2 separate regions of the Mus musculus genome follow, and region 2 is linked to region 1. Evidence: chromatin contacts called from public HiCAR-type data. All regions are on one chromosome and are shown on one strand. Each heading gives the region's core, a stretch centred on a gene start, on an enhancer-like site or on the middle of the called end of the contact. The rest is flanking DNA. Distances are from core to core; before and after follow the strand shown. Region 1 has its middle 88 kb from the start of Gm40303. Region 2 overlaps Gm40305 (a long non-coding RNA gene).

Region 1 (2,876 bases), core at 150-2,649:
CACACACACACACACACACACCTCACACACACCTCACACAAACACCATACACATACACACACATACACACACCATACAAACACCACAGGCACACACACACACACACCTTACACTAAAATTAATAATAATAATAATAAAGTATTGTTTATGCCCAGAAAGAATTAACAAATCAACTCATAATAAAGTAAGACAATTATAATAATATAACCTAATAAACATTTTGTGAGTGTGGGCTCTCTCTCAAAATGTCTACCGTCTCTCTACTTAGAAGAAGCCCTGCGTGGCTTCTCCTTGGCACAGCCCAACCCACTACAATCCGCTCTTGTTCTCTGAGGATGAGGTCAAGGAAAGTGAGAGTTGCGAGGACCTTGGCACTATGACAATGCGCCTATCAATCTGAAAATGGAGTCAGCTGTCTATACGAAATGTTCCTCCCACTCCAAAGGGAAGAAGATAATTGATTCTTATATGATTCAAATACGAGTGACCATGGACTGGGAACACAGGTTCCCCTTGTCCCAGAATAATGCATCCCAAGGTGGAGACAGTTTGGAGAACTTTATAGCTAAGGACAGGATTAGGGACTCAGGCACTGTCTGGTAGCATTCTTGGTTTGGAGGTGGGTGAAGGTTAAGCTCTGGTTCCTGTATTCCAGCAGGATTTACCTGATCACAGGAAGGATGTTACTAAAGATAGGAATGATAAGAGGCTATTAAGCAGACCAAAGATAACCAAAGAGGAGCCTGGATCGACAGCATTCCAACTCTTCGTAATCGTTACATTTTAATCAGTTCATCAGCCCAGTGGACTCTTTAACATAGGTGTGGCTCTTTTCTTCTTCTTCTTCTTCTTCTTCTTCTTCTTCTTCTTCTTCTTCTTCTTCTTCTTCTTCTTCTTCTTCTTCTTCTTCTCCTTCTCCTCCTCCTCCTCCTCCTCTTCCTCCTCCTCCTCCTCCTCCTCCTCCTCCTCCTCCTTCTCCTCCTCCTTCTCCTCGGAACTCAGTTCACGCCCATCCTGAAATCAAATAACCCACTGCATGGTGGCTTCCAGAGGAGAAGGACCCTTTGTTGGGGGGGGGGGGCGGGGGAGGTTCTCAAACAACCAAGGTTTAACCACCTGCTCAGCATTTAACTGCTCAGAAGAGGCCAGATTAACCAAGCAAAAGACTCCCATGGATCCTTTGTGCCTCTATCAACCCAGCCAACTTCCCTGGAGCTTTGGGGACCATAGGGACAGTAATAAACTGAATTCCTGCAGTCCTCCGGAGGGATACACTCTGGCCGGTGAGAAAGGATGCTAGCAGGTCGAGTGAGAGGTGCTGAGGCCACAGACAGGACTTCCCCAGCTCCACCCTCCTCTTCTGGGACCCTCCCTCCTAGAGAAGTCATGGTCCTGTTTGCATGTGGCGTTGCTGCCCCCTCCTGGGAGATGCTGGCAGCTGCTCCTCATTCCCGAGCCGCCCAGCCTGTTCCAAAGCCTCTGTCTGCACTCACCATGGGGGTAAACTTTTTCATTGAGATCATTCCCATTAAAATCACCCAGGTCAGCCAGGCTGGTGGCTGTGGAGCAGGCCTGTAAGCCCAGCCTAGACAGGAGGATTTGGAGGTCGAGGATGGTCTTAACAACTTAGTGAGACTCTATCTCCTGAGAGTAAAAGCAAAGAGCAGAGACAGGATATTGCACTTGCTGACTTGATCAATATTAGTGGGGTGCCGGAGATGGGGGGGGGGAGGAGTGGAATCTATTAAACTTGTCTTCCTTCTTTTGGTTCATATTCCTTGGGTCTTCATTTAATCTGTCTTTTTGTCCCCAACCGGCAGCTCCCATCAAGAGTGGAGTTTGGCACACAGGGTGCCTCTGTGGCCTCAGGAAGGCAGGGACTGATGCTCCAGAGCCTATCAGCTCTGGCCACTTGGTGCCGTGGCACCCCTTGCCTGAGAGCAAAAAGTTCCTTGAACCTTGAACATTATGGGGGGAAGGGGGGGGGGGAGCGGTGCACACTTGCAGATCATCTGGGCCCTAAGGTACACCTGCTTCCAGACAGTGCTCTTGCCTAGCATGAATAAGCTTTGGCTTATAAAGTAGGCTGAGATAGCTGGGGCTAGCTCAGTTGGTAAACTCCACCTAGCCCTGGGCTCATCTCCAGCATGGCCTAAGACCCAGTGTACCAACATATGCTTGTAATCGCTCAGGAGCTAGAGGTGGGAGGGTCAGAAGTTCAAGGTCATCTTCTGCTGCACAGTGAGTTTGAGGCCACCTGAGGTACCGGAAATCCTGACTCTAAAATTAATAATAATAAAGTATTGTTATGCCCAGAAAGAATTAACAAATCAACTCATAATAAGTAAGACAATTATAATAATATAACCTAATAAACATTTTGTGAGTGTGGGCTCTCTCTCAAAATGTCTACCGTCTCTCTACTTAGAAGAAGCCCTGCGTGGCTTCTCCTTGGCACAGCCCAACCCACTACAATCCGCTCTTGTTCTCTGAGGATGAGGTCAAGGAAAGTGAGAGTTGCGGGGACCTTGGCACTATGACAATGCGCCTATCAATCTGAAAATGGAGTCAGCTAACAGGAGGGGCAGACCCTGCCTCCAGGCCAATTCATGCCCGAGAGGTGGTTCAGATGCTGTGAGATTCTAAATGTACTACCCAGAACTACTCGAACGGCAAGCAACTTAAAACTTATAATGGAAGCCGGGCGTGGTGGCGCATGCCTTTAATTCTAGCACTCGGGAGGCAGAGGCAGGTGGATTTCTGAGTTCAAGGCCAGCCTGGTCTACAAAGTGAATTCCAGGACAGCCAGGGCTATACAGAAAAACCAAAAGCCAAAAATCAAAAAACAAAAAACAAAAAAACAAAACAAACAAACA
Region 2 (2,876 bases), core at 153-2,652, 600 kb before region 1:
CAAAATTGGTTTCTTCTTTGCAGTCAATAGGTGTGTAGTGGGAAGTTATTAGTATTTGGAGATTAATAAATACCCCGTTTCTCATTAGTTTCCCTCACCTGTATCACTATCAACTACTGACTTTTGCTTAAAACAGTTATTTTTTTTTTCTGATGAGTTAGTCAGTGATTGAATATTCTTTTTTTGAAAATAATTGACCGAGGAGTCTTTACTAGAAGAAACACAAGGGTTTATGGAGAAGACCAGCAACTTGAAGCTAATTATAGCACAATGCAATGAGTGCTTTATTAAAACAAACAAGCTACTAGCTTCTGGATAACTCTAGCACAACACCTGCCTTTGTAGACGAGGTTTTACTAGAACACAGTCATGCCCAGGTGCTGACTTCCCTGGTGCCCGTGACTGGCTACTTTTGTACTGTGGAGTTAGTTAGCAAGTTTTAACTAAAGTACATGACCCCACAACATCTAATGTAATTATCTACTTAACTTTTGAAAAAAAAAAAAGTGGGCTTAACCTGGATAAAAGTACCATGGATCCTGATCAGCTCTGTTTAATTCACATGGAGAGTCCTTGGAAAAAGGGATAATATCAAGTCCAAGTAATAACAGGTTTCTATATATACTACAGAGGAGAGTCATGTCTTCTCTTCCTTAAGGACCATAAACTCCTTGGAAAGATGAGGCAGAAGGACTGTCCTGAATTTAAATGTAACCTGGACTACATAGTAAATACCAGGCCAACCAGAGATATATAGAAAGAGTTTGTCTTGAAGAAGAAACAAACAAATAAAACCACATCAAGTAAGCAAGGAAAGAGATAGATTTTTTTTTAAATAAAAGGTATAACTACACATTAACAAGAATCAAGGAAACTATACCGAGTCATAATAACTAAAAACAATTATTACAATTAGCCTTATCTAATTTGTATTTCAAAATAATGCCAAAACATGGTAAAAAAAATTCTTTCAATACATCACATTCAATATAAACAAAACTCCAGGGATGAAAAGAATTTGAGCAACTCTCCAAATTTTGTAGCCTAAAACACAAAAATCTGTCTTGGCATTGGGTTTGGTGACTGCAAACAATAAATGTTATTGGGAGGCGAAGCATGTCAATTATTCATTTACATGTGAAAGCCCTTTTATTTCCAGAATGTATCTGCTTTCCTAAATCTCATCCACCTCCACACCTTGCAGCATTAGACCACACTGCTCAGAAAGCTGTATTTTGTGATAGGAAGAGGGAGTTCTGGAAAATCAATTAGGAACTCAAAAGTAACTTAATCTTGTTGATTGTTCTCTTGTGTGAGACACACCCATGCACTGCTTGGACCCGAGGGCCAGACTTACGTGATTCAAGTAGAGGGGACTGTGAAATGTCTGGGCGTTGGGAAGCCCGTGACTTGAAAGCAGACAGTGCAGTCTAAACACAGCCCAGAGTGTGGAAGGGAAGCAAGGCCAGATGCTAACACGCTGTGAGGGATTCGAAAGCCAAAGCAGCAAAGCTGCTGTCTCAGACACACCCAAGAGGGCGAGGGAAACTAACACAGGCATCCAAGGACCACAGCATCTCCAAATGGGCAAGCACAAAGCAGTGAAGCCCTCCTGAAGCCCAGCTGGGCATCCCAGTCATCTTGTTGACCACTTGGGTTTCAGCACAGAGTGTCAGTACACTTGGCTTTAAACAATGCTTATTCCCCTTTAGAGTCAGAGTAGGCTATCTGGGATAACTGCAGAGTGGGCTTTCCTTTAGAGCTTTCGCATTCCTTTATAGTTTCTAGGGCATTTTCACATATACCCATCGGCTTCGTCATTGCAGCATGCTCTGAAAAAGGCAAGACTGGCCTCTTCTTCCAGATAGGACAACTATGGACTAGAACACGAAGTGACTCTCCAAAGGCAGCCAGTCTTTAAAGGCATGTCTCTTGAACCCAGCCCAGTGCACTTCAAGGGCTTGAGCGCAGATTCATCAACTCCTATTGAGAGCAAAGTGATAGAGTACAGATGCAGAAGGAGCTAGAGAGGACCCTGGACAATCAGATGTGGTCATGCATGGCTAACCATCCTCCAACTTTCATAAAACTGCAACATCCTAAAAAATGTCTACTGCTATAATTAATTTGAAAATACTATATATAGACTCAGCCCATTAATCTGTTGTGTGTCTTACCTGTTCTGGAATTCAGAGTATTTTTTTTAATTCTAGAATGATACAATGTCTAACAGTGTACTTAAAGTTTCTGTTATCTTCTCATCAGGGTATAGAGGTAAAACCCTGTAATAAAACACACTGGTATTTTGGTTACAACAGATATGTAAAAATAATTACTTGGAGATAAATATTGACTCTAAATAAAGTCCCATTATTTCAGGTCAGTGTTTGCTGCCACGTGAATTTTGATGCTAAAGTTGTCCCGTAAATTGGCTTTAGAGCTTTTAGGATGCTGGGATTGGGGGTGAGGGATGTTTGAGCAGTGTTTGAACCTTCTAGGACTGTGTAGTCTTTTGTGGCCATCTTCCTGAATGCTGGCCATTCTAAACGCTTATTTTACTAACCGTTTTTTACATAGACAGAATTTTATCCATTCCTGAATTCTATAAAAATGAGAATTTACCTTCTAAAGTTTTCAAAATGTATGAGTCAAAAGATAGAAGAATGGGATACTTCACTTTATAACAGGCCTCTGTCCTGGAAATGAGTCACCAAGGGTTCTTTTAGAGCCAGCGTCCTGGTGGTGAGGGTTTGGCTTTGGGAACAGAAAGGTGGAGCTGCCCTTTTCCTGAGTAGCTGTGAATGCTCTGGAAAGCACACCCCGAAAGTGAAGAGGGCACCTCTGGGTCTTCACCCTCTGAGGTGTGGAACTAGTAC

The links. HiCAR-type assays count read pairs that join an accessible place to other places.
Region 2: a contact with region 1 is called in a HiCAR-type map of embryonic stem cells, with 5 times the contacts expected there. The contact joins two enhancer-like sites. A contact is called at or near these places in 2 of 115 datasets of contacts at active chromatin or transcription factors (both in embryonic stem cells) and 1 of 9 other capture datasets (embryonic stem cells).

Annotation. Positions count from the first base shown.
Region 1 is chr5:53,353,779-53,356,654 of GRCm38.p6, reverse strand. No RefSeq gene overlaps it. Among named protein-coding and RNA genes, the nearest start is that of Gm40303, 88 kb to the right of the region's middle. Within about 2 kb of position 1,399, at least 46 of the 459 cell types and tissues checked have an H3K27ac peak or open chromatin away from gene starts, as enhancers often do. A contact at or near this core is called in embryonic stem cells, where this site is marked.
Region 2 is chr5:53,948,922-53,951,797 of GRCm38.p6, reverse strand. Gm40305 (a long non-coding RNA gene) reads right to left here. Exons shown (of 3, transcript XR_868426.1): 3 at 805-1,983. Among named protein-coding and RNA genes, the nearest start is that of Gm40305, 23 kb to the right of the region's middle. Within about 2 kb of position 1,402, at least 56 of the 459 cell types and tissues checked have an H3K27ac peak or open chromatin away from gene starts, as enhancers often do. A contact at or near this core is called in embryonic stem cells, where this site is marked.